2 separate regions of the Danio rerio genome follow, and region 1 is linked to region 2. Evidence: chromatin contacts called from public HiCAR-type data. All regions are on one chromosome and are shown on one strand. The core of a region is the stretch at or near the end of the contact, and the rest is flanking DNA. Distances in the headings are between cores, read along the strand shown. Region 1 holds the start of si:dkey-220k22.3. Region 2 holds the start of si:dkey-220k22.1.

Evidence for each region. HiCAR-type assays count read pairs that join an accessible place to other places.
Region 1: a HiCAR-type map of caudal fin shows a contact between it and region 2, with 4 times the contacts expected there. The contact joins the promoter of si:dkey-220k22.3 here to the promoter of si:dkey-220k22.1 in region 2. A contact is called at or near these places in 1 of 18 Hi-C or Micro-C datasets (caudal fin) and 1 of 4 datasets of contacts at active chromatin or transcription factors (caudal fin).

The regions. Positions count from the first base shown.
Region 1 is chr5:32,220,863-32,223,562 of GRCz12tu, forward strand. It overlaps si:dkey-220k22.3, which reads left to right and starts at 1,435. Exons shown (of 4, transcript NM_001326603.1): 1 at 1,435-1,639; 2 at 2,060-2,090. The coding sequence starts at 1,538.
Region 2 is chr5:32,095,613-32,098,410 of GRCz12tu, forward strand. si:dkey-220k22.1 reads left to right here and starts at 1,505. Exons shown (of 6, transcript XR_012406912.1): 1 at 1,505-2,150.

The DNA of each region.
Region 1 (2,700 bases), core at 185-2,684, 130 kb after region 2:
ATCCAAAGTTTCGCACTCACAATTCTGGATTTGCGGTGAAGTTCAAGTGCTTTCAACTCATAGACCTACAACGATCCTTCCAGCATGACTTGAATGCACCATAAGACATCTATAAGTCTAATTTTAGGACTGTATAGTGCACTCAAAAATATTTTGCTGTTTATTAATAGTGATTTAAAATGAACTGAAACAACAAAATTCTTAATTTTTGGGTGGGACAACTTAATTGTTTTATGTTGAATTCACTTCAATTTGTAAAAAACTAACAAGTTAACTTTTTTTCCATGTTGTCTCAACACAAATCAATTGTGTGGAACCAAGAATATTTTACAGTGTGTTTTAAAGCTTTCGGTTTAAATAAAAAGCACATTACATAAAAAGGTTTTGCGCACTAATGCTCACATCCCATTTTAATTAAAAATATTCAAAAAAACAACTTCATAACTTCAGCAGATTTAGAAACTCTGAGATTTAAAAAAAATTAACCATGAACATCCTGTTGCATAATGACATAAGAGCTGATGCTGTAAAAAGAGCTGATGTTGTAAAAATAAAGCTTCAATTCACTTGTGAACTAGTTGGTAATGTTTAATTCAAAGGCTCTGAATTAATAGTAATAGCACAATAATGATAATAATAATGTAAAAAACACGTAAACATAAGGCACTCAAACATCTCCTATATTAATATTATGCAAAATACATACAAATGATTTAGAGTTACATCAAAATGGTACTCTCAGTATTTATTTGAACTGTGGTCTTAATTGTGGACTGTTCAAAAAAAGCATTTTTTTAAATCACTTAAAATCTAAATTGTTGTATGCTGTCAACTAAAAAGTGGACATGTGTTAGGTTTTCCAGTCAATGATTTAAATAATATTCAGTTTCTTGCACTATTACTATTTCTTTAAGTAACTTCTCTCAGTTCTCTTTCCACCTATAAAACTAAATGAGAGAAAATCACTAAAAGATTTGAATGAAACTAAATATTCATTCACAAACTAGACATTGATAGATTGAAATTGCTAGATGATTGTGAGAAGATACCAATGACTTTGGGTCTCACACAATACTATGTTTCATGAGTAAACTACGTTAATGGTGATTACTCAGCCTTGACATCTCGATTAGAGTGAATCTCCTTTAGAGTTCTTTAGAGGTTTGGAATAAATAATGGATTCAATTTTTCAGGTTGAACTTTGCCTTTAAGACATACCAGAACAGTTCTTGTGTCTCTTAATGGTTGTTTAATTTCCGAACTAACATGAGTGAAAGTTTCAACATGTCAATTTACTTTCATAGCATCGTCTCAATGTCTCAGTCAACGAAACTACATTAAATTTGTTCGTGTAAAATGTTTGCCGTCACCATGAACACATCCTCCACCCTCGTGTCACCCACAGGTGATGTGGAGTTAATAGCTCACCGTTCAATGCGTGGGAGAGTCGTGTCTCATTACACTCGTCAACTTCATCCGGTACAAGAGGCTTTTTTAGTGTAAGACTGGAGCTATTTGAGCATCTGGAGTAGCAGGCATGGATACAACGCGCGCAGCAAGAGCGCACATTCTCTGCACATCGATAGCTCTGCTCCTTGTTTTAATCGCATCGTGTTTGACCTACATCTTCTTACCGAAGGTAAATATAATGGGATCTATTACACTTAAGTTTCTACAGCTATTTTGGAGCATAGAATTATCTTGTGTTCGTGGTTCAGTGGGAGAGTTTAAAGAATGACTGAGTATGAATAACGTTTGATAGTTTACCATTCAAGTAAGTTTGCGGTCTGTTTTTTTAATGAAAAAGGGGAAAAACGTGTCATCTCATCTGTTTCATGTGCTGATAAACTTGCTTATAGTTTTCCAGCTAAAGTTGTTTGTCCAGCATTTAATGCGGATGGTAGCTAACTTAGTTAATTCATGGATTGAGTTGCAGAGGGCGCGTTTGTCTAAAATGACGAATGGAAACAATCATGCTAAGCATGTTCACATAGTTTCTCTGTTTCTGTTCATTCTACTGTTAAAATATACATGACATTTCTTACCGTGATTTTAACAGGTGCCTGGTTGCAAGATATGCGCCATAAATGGTAAGTTTATATTATTATTAACTCCTTATTAACTCATATTTAGTCTACTTATATTAGTGTAATGTATCCTTGTTCTTGAATTGTATTTATTTTATTTCCACAAGGTAGCTACTAATGAAATTGTGTATTTTTTACGAAATTACAAAATGTTCAAGTTCATCAATAAGACTTAAAGGTTTTGTAGTCATTTGTAATATTTACATCTGTAATACAGATATCCTACAAGTTTTGTATCCTTCTCAGGCGAATGCGACTAGTGTTTTAGCGGACACATGATATTAATTAGTAAACCGACAAACTCCCACAGGTTATTATTTGACATCAGTAATCTCGCACGAAGATCTTGAACTATTTGTTTAGATTAAATCTGAGAAATCATTTATTATTTTGTTTGAGAGTTGTTTCACAAATCAGTGAAAAGTGTAACCCAAAACTGGCTTCCGAATGCGCCGCGCTAACTTTAAAATAAAAAACAGATACGACAGAACAGTTCTGAAAGCACTTACTTGTTTGAATCTCCATTTGCTGTAGTTCACCATTATCCTATCGACCGTAGAGTTTTGACCAAACCTGTTGTCTGTAAATCAGCCAGCTGTGCTCTCGTTTTTCC
Region 2 (2,798 bases), core at 255-2,754:
GTGAGTTTTTTTTTTTTGTGTGGCACTGTTATGAAATGAGGACTATGACTACAAACCAAATCTGCCTTCGGGCATAAATAAAGTAACCTAACCTAACCAAACCTAACATAGATGAACTTGGCAAGACAACATGAAAATAATAGACATTTAAAGAACTGGGTCATCTTGCTTTATTATTTTAAAATATTTCTAAATGCTTTGTAAAAATATTTTTTCTTTGAGATCAGCACAGCAATAAACCTGCTCTTTATGGTTCGTCACCGCTAGAGCTCGCTATTACTCCAAACACCACGTGTTTTTATCCTGCACTTCAGGCCAGTTGCCACTCTTGGCCCAGAGGTGCTTCACTGTTAAATTAGCCCATTCATTAAAGTAAGCCATTAACAATACTTTACCATTGCCAAAGTATTTCTTCATACTGTGGTGATTACCTCAGCTAAAGAAATCTGTGATTTCATACACGTAGAATAAAACCTGCATCTTATTTCTTTAACTGCCTGCTCTACCAAATGATTGACCATGTTTTGACTGCTCTAAATAATGACTGTTAAAGTAATTTAAAGAATGACTTTTTAAATAATGGTTTTCACGCATTGTTGTTTTACAAAAACTAAAATAAAGCAAACATAATCCTGTGGCACTACTACACATGATTTTAATAATAATAATAATAATAATAATTCCTTACATTAATATAGCGCTTTAGACACTCAATGCGCTTTACGCAACTGGGGTAATCTTGTTTATTTTGGTTTTATTAAGGTAAAAAAAACAAGATAGCATGTTTAATGAAAATCTGAAATATTTTATTGCATACTTCATAAAAATAAAGGTGATTTAGTGTTCAAAAATGTTTTATTCTGAATATATTTTTAAATAAATGTTCTTATTTTCAGATTTTTCATAAGTCCGGTACTTTTACCATAAACTGACATATCAACCACTTGGTACAGGTTGATATTTTAGAAATTATGGCATGTGTTGAAAGAAGATGCATTAAATGTTTTAACTAGCGACATAAGGAGTTAAGAAATGCAATCCATGCAATGTTGGTGGGTCAATTAAATGGTAAAATAGTATTTTACTAGTATTTTCTATTTTAATTTATTAGGGGTTAATTGTGCATTTGATTTTCTGTGTGCCATGGCTAAATTGTATGAAACCGTATACTTTACATTCAACAATACGATAGACTTGTTAGAGCTACATTACATACATTTATTTGCTCCAGTTTCCGGCAGCTTTCTTTGAGATTGTTCATCCTCGGTGCTGGCCTCCCTTATCTCTGTAGTATCGCGCAGACCCATTTAATGCTGTTTTAGCGCTTTTCTTCTTTCTTTTGTCACTTGCTCATTGAGTTGTCAGTTGTGAGACTCCTCCTCTGGCGTGTATGATTGGTTCAGTTTGATGTCACTCTTCATGAAGCCCGGGCTCTGATTGGACGGGGGCGTGACTGTAGTAGGCGGGGTTTACAGCTGTCAGTCCCGTTGGAGTGAAGCCGTGCAGTTCACCGCGCGAGTGGACAAGTGGAAACAATTGGCTTCAAACACGCATTCGGTAGTGGGAAAAACATCTGTCTAGTACTAAAGGATACAACTGAAACGCTTCACATGGGGAGTTAAAGAGCAAGATGACGTGTATGCGTTACACTATGTTACTGTTCTCAGTTTGGGAGTTACTGTTGTTTGGATACACAGCTGGTTTGTCCGCGAGCGATGAGAGGAGACTCCCGCGTGCCGTGCTGGATGAGACGCTGGAGGCGACCACCATCCCAAACCACTTACAGGAGGACGACAGGGACTCCAGGTTTTCACCTTTTACCCCTGCAATGACCATTTCGAACAGGGACTTCAGGACTACTAGAAACACTAACCAAGTACAGTCTGACTGGCTGACCACCACCACCACAACCACCACCACCCCCATAACCACGGCTGAGCTAATGACCAAAACAATGAACCCGACCTCCGAAGGCAGTAAAGTCAAAGAAAACTCCACATTATCCACAACACTCAACACTACAGCAAAGCCCACTTCTTCCTCACCAATAAATGACACAAAAAACACAACACCACCTGCACTGGATACTTCAAACAGTACACGGACAGTGAAAAGCACCTCAAATCCTCCTGTTGTGACCACTGAGAAAGGTATGCTCATTTCACATTCTCTTCAATGTTATGAGGTGGGGATGAGCCTGCAAGTTAAAATGCATGTTTTCCAAATTGTTCATTCCAATTGGACAGCCTAAAAGGAGGCTGTTTAGTGTGTGTGTCCTTGAATTTCTTTCCCAGCCTCTGCAAAACAAATTTTCTGGGGTTGTAAGAGGTTTGCACCTGCACAAGCATTTCTCATGCACTTTATTCATCATTTTACCTTCATAACAACATGCAGACTTTCACGCTGTTTCTGCGTCTTCATAGGTCACAGGGTGCAGTGGAGTGAAAACATATACATAATAGTGCACTTCCTCCAGAAAATCAGTTTTAAAACAAACTAGAACTGTCTTTGTTCTGAGACACTCCTTTGTCTCACTTCTCTTTGTAGGTCTTGTGATAGTGCTGGTAATTCAGCCATTTTATTATCTAATCCTTCTCACAAACCTCGTTGAATGTGAATCTGCTGTGAATCTAAAGGACATTTGAGATCAGGCCATTTGCGCAGAGACAACCTTCTTAATTGCTTTAATGTGATTAATTACCATCTGGCTGCCAAAAGAGGAAAACAATCATAAATCTTAAACCCCTTACTCGTTTATCTCGAGTTACGTGATGCCAAGGCGGCTTGGCAAATAAGAA